2 separate regions of the Mus musculus genome follow, and region 1 is linked to region 2. The links are chromatin contacts, called in public Hi-C maps. All regions are on one chromosome and are shown on one strand. Each heading gives the region's core, a stretch centred on a gene start, on an enhancer-like site or on the middle of the called end of the contact. The rest is flanking DNA. Distances are from core to core; before and after follow the strand shown. Region 1 has its middle 420 kb from the start of Gm30397. Region 2 has its middle 390 kb from the start of Gm45488.

The links. A called contact is a pair of places that touch in the nucleus more often than the background predicts.
Region 1: a Hi-C map of adipose-derived mesenchymal stem cells shows a contact between it and region 2, with 2.5 times the contacts expected there. The contact joins two enhancer-like sites. A contact is called at or near these places in 4 of 484 Hi-C or Micro-C datasets (the C2C12 cell line, adipose-derived mesenchymal stem cells, embryonic fibroblasts and 1 more).

What each region holds. Positions count from the first base shown.
Region 1 is chr8:44,344,105-44,351,399 of GRCm38.p6, forward strand. No RefSeq gene overlaps it. Among named protein-coding and RNA genes, the nearest start is that of Gm30397, 420 kb to the right of the region's middle. Within about 2 kb of position 3,502, at least 17 of the 459 cell types and tissues checked have an H3K27ac peak or open chromatin away from gene starts, as enhancers often do. A contact at or near this core is called in adipose-derived mesenchymal stem cells, where this site is marked.
Region 2 is chr8:44,091,292-44,098,337 of GRCm38.p6, forward strand. No RefSeq gene overlaps it. Among named protein-coding and RNA genes, the nearest start is that of Gm45488, 390 kb to the left of the region's middle. Within about 2 kb of position 1,715, at least 29 of the 459 cell types and tissues checked have an H3K27ac peak or open chromatin away from gene starts, as enhancers often do. A contact at or near this core is called in adipose-derived mesenchymal stem cells, where this site is marked.

The DNA of each region.
Region 1 (7,295 bases), core at 2,252-4,751, 250 kb after region 2:
TGTGTTTCTGGTTTCCACTGGGCATTGAGCCAACATGCTGGTTTAGTTACAACATATGACACACTTCAAATAAAGATGGGGGAAAAAAGGTTTTACGGTTGGTCAACAAGCTATTGGGCCATCTTTGTGGGTTTTCTCTTCCCCAAGACCTCCTGGCACAGGTCTGAGGACATGAAGAAGAATAAGAAACAAGTTTCCATCCTTTCTGTAGGGAAAGACTATGAAACCATAGGGGAATTTTTTTCTGACAAAACACACAGTATAATCTCTTTAAAATGCTCCTTTGTACTGAGTGCTTCAACTGTGAAAATAATATGCTTTAAGAACTGTAAAGCATGTCTTTCAAGCATTAGACTTTTAAAGCACACTAGTTAAGTAAGATGCTGTATTTACTGCCCTGGTTTCATCCACAGGTAGATTAGCTTGCCTGCACAGAAGACAAAAGAATTCTGTGCATTACTGCTCCCAGCAGGACCTGAGCCTAATCCTACAATAACCGTGCACTACACCAAATAACAAGAATCATCTCACTAGTGGGACCCTAGGGTCAAACCTACAGACCATGGCTGCAGGCCAGTCACATTCTTTTGAGAAACATGAAGGATCTGATGCTGCTTTCAATGCTGGCTATGTTCATGGTGACTTGGTGACTGTCCATGTAACCAAAGGAGACTTAGAGGAGTTTATGAGTAGAAGTAGTAAAGAATAAAGGGAGAAAATAAAACAACGGTGGAAAGAAAATCAATTCAATCTAGAATATATAAGACCAAATACATAGAAAATTTGTGGAAAAATGTTTTGTTTTGTTTTGTTTTGTTTTGTTTAATAATGATCAGTGTGAGACACAAGCTTATTTTCTTACTTAATCCTTTGTGTTCTTTGAATTCCCTTGACCTTAGAAGTCTTCCTTTCTTGTTTTCCTGCAGGTATAATACCTGTGTTGTAACTTAAGAAACAATTTCTTCCATCAGACTTGGTCCCCCTGGACTGAGACATTTATGCTTCATTTTCCTCTTTCACCAGGCAGGTGTCACACTATTTAATTGCCTGGCCTTATGAACTTACATGTATCTGTCCTATTTTCCTTAACAAGGCATAAAATGCTTGCCCACATGATCTTGTCTTATTCACACTTCCTCCTTCAGAAGGCAACAAATCCTTAAGGAGGTCCAATTTTGGTAAGATAAATTGTATTCATAAAAGCCTGGCCAAGCTTAAACAAAAGCTCATCCCAGGAATGTCCTTTTTCATCTCTTTTGCAGACATTAATGACTATTTACATGGGTAGAATATGAATACTGTGGTAGGAAGTTAGGTGAAAAAAGTAGCAAGAATGGATTCCTCTCTCTTTTAAAAAGCAGATTTTGACATTCTGTTATAATTTTACTCTTCATTCTTGTAATTGCATATTTAGCCTAAGTTAGCAGGGTGCCAACTTACTCATAATTATGCATATTTACAAACAGAAATGTTACTTATTTTTATAACATCTCCTAATCTTTCCTTCAGCATCATCTGACTAGGAAAAAGGAAAAGATGGTTTTCACTGGTCCATTGTGTGGAATAATTTTAGTGTTCAAGTTAATAGGCTAAAACATTGTATGTGAATTTTTCTGTGATGGTATTCCACAACTGACCAATGACTGTCTATTCCTCCTGGTAAAGGCAAGTGGAATTCTATCTATTTAAGGCCTTATGGAAATGGTAGGTCATCTTAGTTAGAGTTACTACTGCTGTGAAAAAAAATCACCATGACCAAAGCAACTTGGGAGGAAAGGGTTTATTTGGCTTACACTTCTATATTGCTGTTCATCACTGAAGGAAATCAGGACAGGAACATGGAGGATGGAGCTAATGCAGAGGCTGCTTACTGGCTTGTTTCACCTGGCTTGCTCAGCTTTCCTTAGAGCCCAGGACCTCAGCCCAGGGATGGCACCATCCACAATGAGCTGGTCCCTTCCACACTGATCATTAATAGAGGATATGCCTTTCAGCTGGATCTCATGGACGTATTTCCTCAGCTTATGTTCCTTTCTCTATGATGACTCTATCTTGTGTCAAGTTGACACACAGGACCAGCCAGTACAATGGGTGAATTTGGTTTGCTCTTATACTATATTCTCCAACCCTTGTGTATTTGTGTTCCCATCTCTTCAGCCTTCATAATCATAGGCTTTCACCATAGCCACTGACTTAAATTCTCAGGCTAGGTTTCCTTGTGGACTCTTACTAATTCTTAGGTCTTTGGATTCCATCTGCATTGTGTTAATGGCTTTTCTGCTTGTCCAGCTTGCAGACTTTACTGTTGGACTTTCCCCCATTGTTATATAAACCAATACTAGTAATAAATCTCTCATATAAATATATATCCTTGGCTTTTATTTTTCTGGAGACCTTGAATTAATACATTGACTGATAGTGCAAGCCATTGCTTTAGCACTTAACCAGAAATTGTTCATTAACTTCACCTGCTACAGATGAAGGCTATCTGTCTTTTTTGATTTCAGCACTAACCACCTCTCCACCAGCACATACATAGTATATGTACATTGGCATACATGCTCTCACACACACTCACAAGTTTTACATAGATATGTATTCAACTCATCCAAGAAATATATGCATATAGTTGAATACCAGAGAATCCTGTTCTTTATCAGCCAAAAAAGAAGAGGGTCTTGAGTCAGTAAGTTGGTATCATTACATCTGCATCTGCTTTTGTTCCTACATACCTGGTCAGAATTGATACTTGTCCTGTCTGCTCAGTTAAGGATGTTGGCTTTGCTTTGATGTTTTGCACTGGAGATGATACAGAGACTCGGCTTTTTCCAAGATGGGGACTCAGCTATATCCAAGATAAGGACATCCTAAGAATGCTTCTCCAAGCAGTGTCTCTCAGCATGGTGGATCTGTGACTGACACACTTGTCCCTTTGCTGAGAAACCTTCTGCTTCTGAACATTTTTCATACCACACAGAAGACTAAAGATGTAACTCAGGCCCAGTTTGGTTTAATTATATCTTCTCATTTGCAAAAATAACAGCCCCATGGTTCTAAATGCTTCTGAAGTGTCTGTGCCAGATCAGTACCTCTCCCAATGTATCTTGCTCTCAGGATGCTGGTGGCAGCCATCTTGTAGCTGCTGTTGTTAATATGAGAGTTTCTCATAGAATTCCAGTCAGGGGAAAAAAAACATCACAGACTCCAGTGAGATCAGTTTTTCTTCTAAAGATTTCATCTGAGAAATTCACATTGACAAACAAGTATTCTGCCTGTTGTTGTTGTCTGTTTCCCTTCTTTTCTCTTCCTTGGTATTACTGAAGTTTTGTTCCAACCTTTTTCTTCTCCTCTGGGATTATTTCTCAAATATTATGTCCTCTCTCTTGACACACTCATTTTTTAAATTTTTTATTTTTCTTCCTTCCAGACATCTCCAGGGTGACCGAGGTACACAGACTGACTGGATAGCTTTGCAAACATGCTTTGCTCTGATGCAACACAATGGCAGACTTTGGCACACTTTCCTGAAACAAAAACACTTGGTAAGTACTGAACTAATCTCTGAACCACAGGGACACCAGGAATCATAGCAGACTCTGATGTAGTCAGTGCCAGCACTTTCCTATAGTCAACCACTTGTTGCATAGGGTTGGTTTAAATAAGCTAAAAAGTCAGGGTGAATTCCACCACAAATCTCTCTTCAAAATATTATGATGGTTATATTACTAAAAGTGATTCATTTGACACTATCTGGAATGGTCAAGAGTAACACTGAAAAATAACATTGCAGCATTAACTAAAAACAATAGCTACACTTTAGACTCAGCAAAGAATTTAGTTTGAGTTGTATCCAATTATAGTATCATCAGAAAAATATTTGTACATGGAAAGTAAGAAAAATATCATTGTAATCCAGAAAGATATTTCCTAATAAACACAACTGGGGCATATTTTCAAATAGCCTTTGATTTAAGATCAGGAAATAATATTAAGGGAGTGGAAATCATTCTAATTCCAAATTCAGAACTGGGTTCCTGCATCCCTTGGCAGTAAGCTAGCATCTTCAACATTACATGGATGCTTTTCCCCTGCACCTATACCTACTTCAGATACATATCCACTGATTTCTTACTACATTCAGGAATAGAGATAAACAATATAGATCCAACAGTACCGGATCCTGTATGCTTTTCATATATCAGGTAAAGGAGAAATGCACAATTACTGATAACACAGAATATGGAAAGTCACACACTTCAATAACAGTTTGAAGCATTAGCCTGCAAATTTGATTTTTTTCGTCTTGAGTTCATGTATAATAATAAGTTTGTTTGAATGTGTTTTTAACAAAGTCCTAACCAGAATTGAGCAAGTTTATGCTCTCAGATTTTAACAATTTATTTATTGGTATATAATCTCTGAAAATAATAGATAGCTAATGTTATTCAAGGAAAATGAGGTGAAACCCAGGATCAATCAAAGAGCACACACACACACACACACACACACACACACACTAGCACATGTGCACAAACGCGCACACACACACACCCTTAAGCCTCCATATCATTACAAAGGAGATCAATAAGGTAGCTTTATTCCCCCACAAGTGCCCACTACAATGCATTTCACCTATAATCTCTATTTTCTTTAATCCATTTTTATCTGTGTTGTTTCAGAGTCATGATATGTATGTATAACTCACATGTTCCCATCATAATTTTATGGGAATTAGTCTGTTCATATTCACATGCAAAGATCTATATAGATTTCTCTGTAAGAAAGACAAAAAAATGATTCAATGTCATTATACTCTAATAACAGACTGTTAAACAGGATTCCATTTCCCTCTGATGTTCTTTCTTATTCTCAAAGATTCAAGATGTAGGCACCATCATTTCGTTAGTACTCAGCAGCACATATCTCCTTGCCAATATGCAATTCTCAGTTTTCTATTGCCTCTCATCTAGGAATCATTTCACTTCTAAATGCATACAATACAATTTGTACTAGAAAGTTGGGGCATGCCTTGCTATGTAATTCTGACTGTCCTAGAATTCATTTGGTAGCCCAGGATGACAATGACCTCACAGAAATCCTCTTGCCTCAGCCTCCAGAGTCCTAGGATTACAGAGCTGAGCAACTATGCCTGGCAATGATATTTGTAATATTAATTTTATTAGACTTTCTCCAACTAAGTATACACAGCTTGATAGCAACTATCTAACAATTCTTAGCATTATATTTAACATATTTTGCAGTTCTGTATTTACATTGCAAAAAAAAAGAAATGATTCATCTTATGTGAATATGCAGTAGTCTTCATTACCTACAGCAGAAATTCTAGCAAAGCACAGATGTTTAAAAATACATGTTCAGAAAGAAAACTTACATATTTGGACAATGTAATGTTCACCTGGGGAAAGTGGGCCAGTGTGAATATCAGAAAATCAGGCTGATGCTGTGTGTATAACTCTGAAGGCTGCAGTCAAACCAGGCCAAGTGCTAAGGTTTGGAGACTAGTGTTTGACAGGAGGAAGCGGAAATTCTGAATCAGCCTGGAAGAATTTTCTAACAGATTTAGTTAGGAAAACAACACTCGAGAAAACATGGATAGAACAAGCCAGTAAACCAAGTCTGCCCGTTTCTTCACTAAGTTAACTTGCAAATGTTCTTTAAAAACAGGCTCAGAATTATTATTAGGTGATAATTAAAAAGGAAAACTCTCAGCACAGGCTTGACTTACTGGGCGATTGTAAATTTGAAAGCCGTGAAGTTCATAAATATGAGAGCCGTTCCTGTTTTATAGTAGACAGAGCTAGGTTAGTATATATCCCTTAATTGATTAAAAATGTCAGCATATGCATGATCAATTCATTACTTTTTTCATAAATATAATCATAAGTTCATCCTGAGTGATGTATTAAAAACACTAATCCTTTTTAAAATATAAAGTCTTTTTTTTTGAGAGTAAACGAAATTGATCAATGTGCTAGCAAACATATGGGAAGAAGACACTAACGGAGCCTTAGAAATGGCCTCCCTGAGAATTTTAAACCACATTGAAATGACTGTAGGGAACCTATCAGGAGGGTAAAAAGTAATTTTAATCAGTACAGGGGAAATTTCCAATTAACAAGTACAGTAGACATATAGTAAACCCAGAGAACAGATAACGTAGATCTGGAAACATCTGGGTTCTACTTTTGGTCTCCTTCCACTTTGGGGACCTTTGGAACCAGCCCCGCAACCCTTTCTCATACCTTCTGAGTGCTACTCTGGCCCTTGCCTTACTTCAATGTGCTTCTAGGCTCAAATCCTCTCAAATCCTCACCTCTGCGAGGCCATCCCACAGCCGCAGATGCAGAGAGGAAGCCTGAATTTCTCTTGACTTTACCAGTAGAAGCCTTCAGGAAGTTCATGGCCACTGTCATGATGTAGATAAAGTGCTACTTTTTTTTCTTTGATTTTTAAAAAAAATTTATTAGCTATTTTCTTTATATACATTTCAAATGCTATCCTGAAAGTTCGCTATACCCTCACCCCACACCCCGCTCCCCTACCCGTCCACTCCTGCTTCTTGGCCCTGGCATTCCCCTGTACAGAGGCATATAAAGTTTGCAATACCAAGGGGCCTCTCTTTCCACTGATGGCCAACTAGGCCATCTTCTGCTACATATGCAGCTAGAGATAGGAGCTCTGGGGTTACCGGTTAGTTCATATTGTTGTTCCACCTATAGGGTTGCAGACCCCTTCAGCTCCTTGGGTGCTTTCTCTAGCTTCTCCATTGGGGGCCCTGTGTTCCATCTTATAGCTGACTGTGAGCATCCACGTCTGTATTTGTCAGGCACTGGCATAGCCTCATACGAGACAGCTATAATAGGGTCCCGTCAGCAAAATCTTTCTGGCATATGCAACAGTGTCTGGGACAGCTTCTGAAAGTGCTACATTTTTTTTTCCATTTTTTATTAGGTATTTAGCCCATTTACATTTCCAATGCTATACCAAAAGTCCCCCATACCCCACCCACTCCCCCTTTTTGGCCCTGGCATTCCCCTGTACTGGGGCATATAAAGTTTGCAAGTCCAATGGGCCTCTCTTTCCAGTGATGGCTGACTAGGCCATCTTTTGATACATATGCAGCTAGAGACAAGAGCTCCGGGGTACTGCTTAGTTCATATTGTTCCACCTATAGGGTTGCAGATCCCTTTAGCTCCTTGGGTACTTTCTCTAGTTCCTCCATTGGGGGCCCTGTGGTCCATTCAATAGCTGACTGTGAGCATCCACTTCTGTGT
Region 2 (7,046 bases), core at 465-2,964:
GCCAGGGCCAAGATGCGAGAGTCGGTGGGTAGTGGAGCAGGGCAGAAAGAGGGTATAGGGAACTTTTGGGATAGCATTTGAAATGTATATAAAGAAAATATCTAATAAAAAAAAGAATTAAGAAAAATTATCCTTTGCAGTCTGATGAGCTCACCAGCAGATACACAACTGTAGACAGTGAGTCTATCTTTCCCAGAATCTTTTAGTAGCCATATATATCCCCCCCCAATATAACTAATTGTTGACAGGACCACACTTGCACAGGCCCAGTGTAGGTAACAGCAGCTCCTATGAGTTCAAGATTCATGATTGCGTCATTTTTAAAATGGATGGCACTTTACACATTTTCCCCCTATCTTCTGACTTTTGTATTCTTTCCAGTCCTCTTCCATGATATTCCTCATACTTCAAATGGCAGTTCAGGCAAGCTCTCAATAATTTATTCTTTATTCTCAGCAGTTCTGGTCCTCTGCATCCACCTCTGTCCACCTGGGTCAACCCTGGCCTCATCTTCTCTTCCCCATTCATACATCTGGGCACACTACCTACTTTTAATGAAATGAAATTTGTCATTTTATAATATCACTGGAAAAAGTAAGAGGCTCTTGGTGGTTAAAGTGGAGAGAGGACATAATGAATATGAAGGAAATATGTAGGAAACACTCATCATATTTGCCAGAACTTCAATAAACTTATGTTTTAGAAATCAAATATATATTGATTTTAGTAATGTTCACACATTCATTCTTCCTTCTCTTGGATTTTTGTTTATTTCTTTTCACAGTCCCTTAGAAGATTAATAAAGCAATCTAAAATTACAAATTGAAGCTGTCTAAATCAAAGTCTTAATCCTACAATTAAGACCTACTTTAGAATTTAAGAAATGTAATAATTATCTTGATAGGATCAATGTAGTCAAAGAATAAACATATGTAGTTCTCGACACATCAAATTTCAAGTCATTCTCATATTAAGATGACCTATTTTAGAACAAAATGCTCTAATCTGCTCAGTAGTAGTTTTTAAATCCATACTGGATACCTCACCTCAGCGATGAGTTTTTTTTTTTCTTGTCTCACTTACATTGTATGTCTTCCTTTTGGAATTTAAAATGTAAACTGAGCCATGCTACAATGTTAAAGAAGTTATCTGAGCAAATAAAAACTATTGAATTGAGAAACTCCAAATCAGAAGTTGAAGTTCCCTGAAGGTTGGGGAGGAGAAGTTTTTATAAGATGAATATGGAAGCCACACAAGAAAACATTTGATTGACTCTAAAGTTTGATTCACATAGTCTACCCCTCTGGGAAGTTTCTAGTTATGTTATTATAACTCAGTCGACTGCTTCACATTGGTTGAGTGTAAGTTATGTTTTTCTTTAATATAGGTCCTGACATTACATAACTCAAGTTAAAATTTGTATGTGTTTGCAAATTAAGCCAAGTTAAGATTGCATGTAAGGTCTTGTTAGCTACACAGGGGTTTTTCAGGCCTGGTTTGTATTTCAATTTACCTTAACAGGAATTTCTTTTCGTCTGAAGGAAGACTGTTTTGCGGGGAAAGGTTCTACTGGGAAGGCAATTAGGACAACATTGCATGAGTTTTCCAGATGGAGTCTCTCAAAAAAATCTCTCAAAGCCACAGGTGAAGGAAACTGGAGCATAAAGAGATCCCAGAGGGAGAAGTAGAGATTTGAATATAGGGCTGCTGTAATGGTGTATCTCTCCAAGAACATCTCCAAAGCAGAGGACTGCTGCAGACCCACTGAACTTCCTCAGGGCATCCCAGCCCCTGTCAACTCCCAATGAATTCTGTGACTTTAACTTTTGAATCCTTATTTACTGAAACATCTATGATAATACCCTTCTATGAAGTTGTCCCTTTTCCTCTATGCAAAATGGCCTTTAGTAACTGACTACTATATGGCACTGTATCATTCAAGATTCACTTCAAGGCTTACTGTGTGGAATCCTTTTGACTCAACCCACAATGGGCAGCTTTACAGTTTTAGCTACTTTACGATCTTGCACAAATTATGTTAAGTGGATGTCACAGTGTGTTGGAATGATTTGGACCTAATCTGGCATTTCATGGAGGGTTGGACATCCTATTTGGCATTATATGCTTAGACTTAAGCTCAATAAATATTAGCAAGTGAATTTGTGTTGAAGAAATGAGTGAATCAATCTATGCTTGAGAAATAAGACACTAGCAGATGCCAAAAGAACATTATTTTCGCCTCTAGAGGTTATGGTCTGTGACAAAGAAGCTTATCTGTGGACAGGAGTTGAATTCATAGAACCCTGCCTCATTTGGCATGCTTAGATAGCAGTGTGACAGGAAATGACTAGAGAAATTTGAGCAGGATGGTGTAGTAGCCTCTTTTACCACCTAGAAATGCTGACAGCTCACCATATTTCCTAAAATCAGCAACAAAATCCAAGTATGAATATCACTCAGTGGAATGTTATGGTTAGGTCAAAGGAACAGTATTCAGATGGGAAAATATCCAAAAACAATGGTCTGAAGAAGTAATTCTTCTCCTTAAAATAAAATTGTTTCCAGAGGCTGTGGCTTGCAGGGCAATAGCATCAGCTGATCAGCATTGGGTAGAAGATTAGAGCCCCAACACACACACACACACACACACACACACACTCATGAGAATTTGCCATCTGTGATGGCATTTCTAAAAGGATAGTGATCCAGGTTTGACTTTACCTCTTCTGGTGATGGGCATCTTTATTTAGGAGCAAGTCCATTTTACTTTAGATTATTTGCATGGTTGGAGCCAAAATCTGCCTGTACCCAGTGACTCTGCTTCCTCTGTCCAGAGCTACAAGGAATCTAATTGGGTTCTGTATAAAAGCTTCTCATGGATTTCAATGCACCAATCGTTTCCCCCAAAGCTCCTTTTCTCCAAGATTAGAAACACTCCGTTTCATAGAATAATTCCTTGTAGGCTGTTGGCTTAAAAGCATTCAGTCCTCCTTGGTCATAGTCCAATGGACACACTCTGGTGCAATCTCTAAATGTGAAAGAGCTTTGTTAATGTGCCTAAGCATTGCAGCCCACAAGGATGCAGATTTTTACTTTATGCATACAAAATACTTCATTATTACAGCCAGATATTCCAATATATTCAGTGAATAAACAGATCTTTTGACTGTGTGCCACAAATGGGGTGGGGGGGTAGGATGGAAAGGCAAGTGAAACTGTATTTGCACCAAGAAGACAACAACCTAATACAGATTTAAAAGTGTCCTCTCACATGATATTATCTAAGTCTATAATTGACAGAAAACTATGCATGATCATTAAGTAATGAATATTTTCAGCTTTTAAGAAACCATGGATCAATATTAGATGCCATGATATGGAGCAAAAGCACCTTTAAAAAACCACTGCTGTTGTTTCTAAAACCTAAATGTTGAACTGTGTTCAATCCTTCCTAATTTCACTGTGTCAATCTTGCTTTTATGGAAACATAGCAAGTACTTGTCAATTTCTATCCTGTCACTAAGACTGTTAGTTTTAGTCTTTGGATCAGCTCTAGGTCCAAGTGAAACAGGAACACAGACTTTCTGTAGACAAAATGGTTTCCGTTCTGTTTTCCCAGCAGAAATATGTGCTGTGGAATTTGGGTAATGGGAAGTGGTAAGGCATATATTTAGAAAAGACAGTTTATTCCACAATAGACAAATATAGACATTGGGAATTTTATCCACCATGACTCATAGCTGGTTTGAGGTTTCCCATCCCTGGCTGTTAGCATGTGGAGAAGTTGGGAAACAGATATAAGGGCAGCAGATTGTTTTTGTTTTCACACCAATTTCTGACCACCATACTGCAAATAGCAAGGTTGCAGTAACTCCAACCCTGCTGCAGTTAACCATGTAATAGGAATAGTCATACTTTCTTTGTCTTTGTCCTGCTGTGTTGCTTCCAGTGGCCCCTATCATGGGCCCAAACTGAAAACTCCCTTCAGGCACAAGCTTGAAAATATATACTACGTTGTATCCTTGTTGTTTCAAATAGGACCTGCCAGTAAAGTATGCTCTATTGACATGTGATTTGTAAATGTTTGTTGAATAAGTGAATGGGTTTGAATCAAAATGGTTATAAATTATTCATATGCTTAGTTGGCAATTTTTTTTAAAAAAAAGGACTGAGAGAAGCCATTGAGAGAGTCATGTTTATTTGATCCTTCTTAAAATGATAAAATTAATTATGCAAGGACTGTTGAGCTTTTCTAAATAAAAGAACTTCATATGCACTTTGAGTGTATGCTGATGTTATTTAATGGTGAATGGAGCTTATGAAATACTAATGACAGCTACTTCTTTCTATCAATGTAATGGGATAACTTCTTGTGATATACAGTGTAATGGGGCATCACAATGTTTCCCTAAAGACTTTACTGTACATTTTTTAACATAAAAAACTGTGAGAACATCAGTCATTTCTCAAAGGCCACTGCCCCAAGTGAGTAGAGTTCAAAGCAGGGTCCGCTAACACTCTTCTTACTTTGCAATGTTTATCTATTAGTGTTATAAGCAATGGCATAAGCATCTTTCCCCGTAGTGAAACATTAAACCTGTCATGCAACAGTCTGGGAATTGAAATCCAGGTGGGGTTTCTGTTATACAACTCCAGAGAGGCCTGTCTCGGTGCAGCTGGTGACTCAAGACAGATATGCTCAGAAAAGTGTCCACCAAAATAAACCCTGACATTTTTCTGTTCCCAGCTTTCCCTCAAGAAGAGCTGATAAAGTGATCTTTTATAAGCAATCAGCATTCTTCATCTCTGAAACAAGTTCCTTTCTTTCTATCACATTTCTTATGTCCTCAGCCTAGATTTTACAATCCAAATGAAGCTCAGGTGTAGGAAAGTTTGCTCTTTCCTCTCACTGGTATTTCTTGTAGAAAAGAAAAATTACAAAGCTGGCTTTTCCTCTTTCATTGGGAATCTGAACCTCAATAGAAACAGAATCTACCCAGACATAAGGAAGAGGTAGAACAGACAAGCAGTACTAGGAAGGGACAGAAATCAGAGCAGTTCTGAGACACAGGCTCTTTGCTTAGCTATTCTTGCAAAGTTACTGGTGCTAAAATGCCAGTGTCAGTCAAGACCTTGGATTCCCATGCTCTTGCAAGCCATGAAAGCCACTCTCAGCCTTCCACCTCTAGTACTGGGCATGCACGTCAACCCAGTTCTCTTCTACGCCATGTGCACTGCTGTAAAGATTAGATCTTTCTTCTGATCTGGAAAAGTCTCTTTCCCCACATATGCATTCAGGCATAATGTGTTCTCTTTCAGCACCACTTACAGGGCTAGAATAAAACAGATGAGAAAGAAGCAGAGAAACATTAGCCACTCAGCACGGGCTGCAGCAAGGTAAGATTACTAACACACAGCCCTGAGAGGCCTCTCTGTCAGCAGTTCTAGACAAATGAGTGGCTTTTCAGAGCAGCTGAATAATAATAGTGATAGCAACACATTTACTGAATGTATTATTTTTAACATAGTAACTCTAAAGCCCTTCATTCACAAAAGCAAAAATGTTATTAAATATCTTCCATGGTCAGGACCTTGCAGGTAAACTTCAAGAAGTGAGATGAATATAGGATTAACAGAGCTATTTTCCCCTCAAATGCCTCAGTCTAAGCATTTTGTTTCTCATCAATACATGGATGAAAGTCCCCTCCTTGGGCACAAAGGAAACTATTTATACAACAATGATCGCCTGAGCTCTGCCCACCTACCTCTTCCATCGTTATTTCTTCCTTTGGTCTTTCAAGCCTCCAATGCTTCAGGGCCACCCATTGCCACCCACATTCCTTCATCCTAACACTATGGTTTCCATTTCTTTAGGTCCCTCCTTCTTCTTCACCACTTAAACACATTTTAAAGGCTCCACTTCAGTATCCTTCTAGAAACCCTTTCTGAGTTTCTTCGAAACTCCCATTCAGCCTCTCTATTAGGGGTTTTCAATATTTATTTGCATTTATTTATTTATTTATTTATTTATCAGTTAGGGTCCCACTATGTAATCTTGGATGGACTAGAGCTTACAATATGAACCAGATTGGCCTCGAACTTACAGAGATACATCTGTGTCTGCCTCCTGAGATTAATGACCACTTTATTGTGGCTCTCAATGCTATTTATCTTACAGTCCTTAACAATGCTGTAGAATAAGTTAGCAAAGTCAGAACATTTAATAAAGCAAGTAAGCAAACAAACAAACGAATAAACAAAATGAATGCTCATCAGACATTGTTGGTATAAATGCAAGTTCACAGTGTGTTGGCCATCAGCGCAGCCTGAGTTGGAGAGCTGGATCTCGGTAGAGCTCGGAGGCTTGCATCAGACTCTGAATTAAAGTGTCTCATGATTGCAATCTTGCTACAAGAAGGGAAGGAATGGTGTCTGGGACGTTTGACTGATTAAAGCCCTTCAAATTAAGAGCCCAAACACCAAGTGAGGCTGTGTATACAGAGATTTAAAATTTCCAAGAATTGTGCTTCTTAGAATGCAATGGGGAGTCACTGGCAGTTCATGAGACAGAGAACTTAGGGATATAATATGTATTTCAGGAAGGTCATTGTTATAGCAATGTGGAAGATGATTCAAATACAAAGAGTATTAGAAACTCAAGGAAAGAAATACTTTTAAAATAAGGCTATGTCTGTGAAATTGGAAAAGAACTGAGATTAAAGCTACTGTGGGCATAGATGAAGTAGGAGGGTAAAGTCAAGGAAAGAAAATATTGTCAGAACTAAATAGAAAACTTGATTGAATATTACAACCAAAGTAGAAATACCTTGGTGATTGGTGTAGAGTTGTTTTTTTTTTTAATTTCATAAGAAACAAAAGAGGAAAAATATGGAGAAAAATCCTTGAAAACTTGGAAATTCTCTAGGTTTTAATAAGAAGCATGCATGGAGACGATTTGGAGTTTTGTTATTTATAAATTAATCCAGGGTGCTTAGATATGTTCCCAAGTAGTCAGACAAACCATAACATTTATTAAGGAAGTGAGG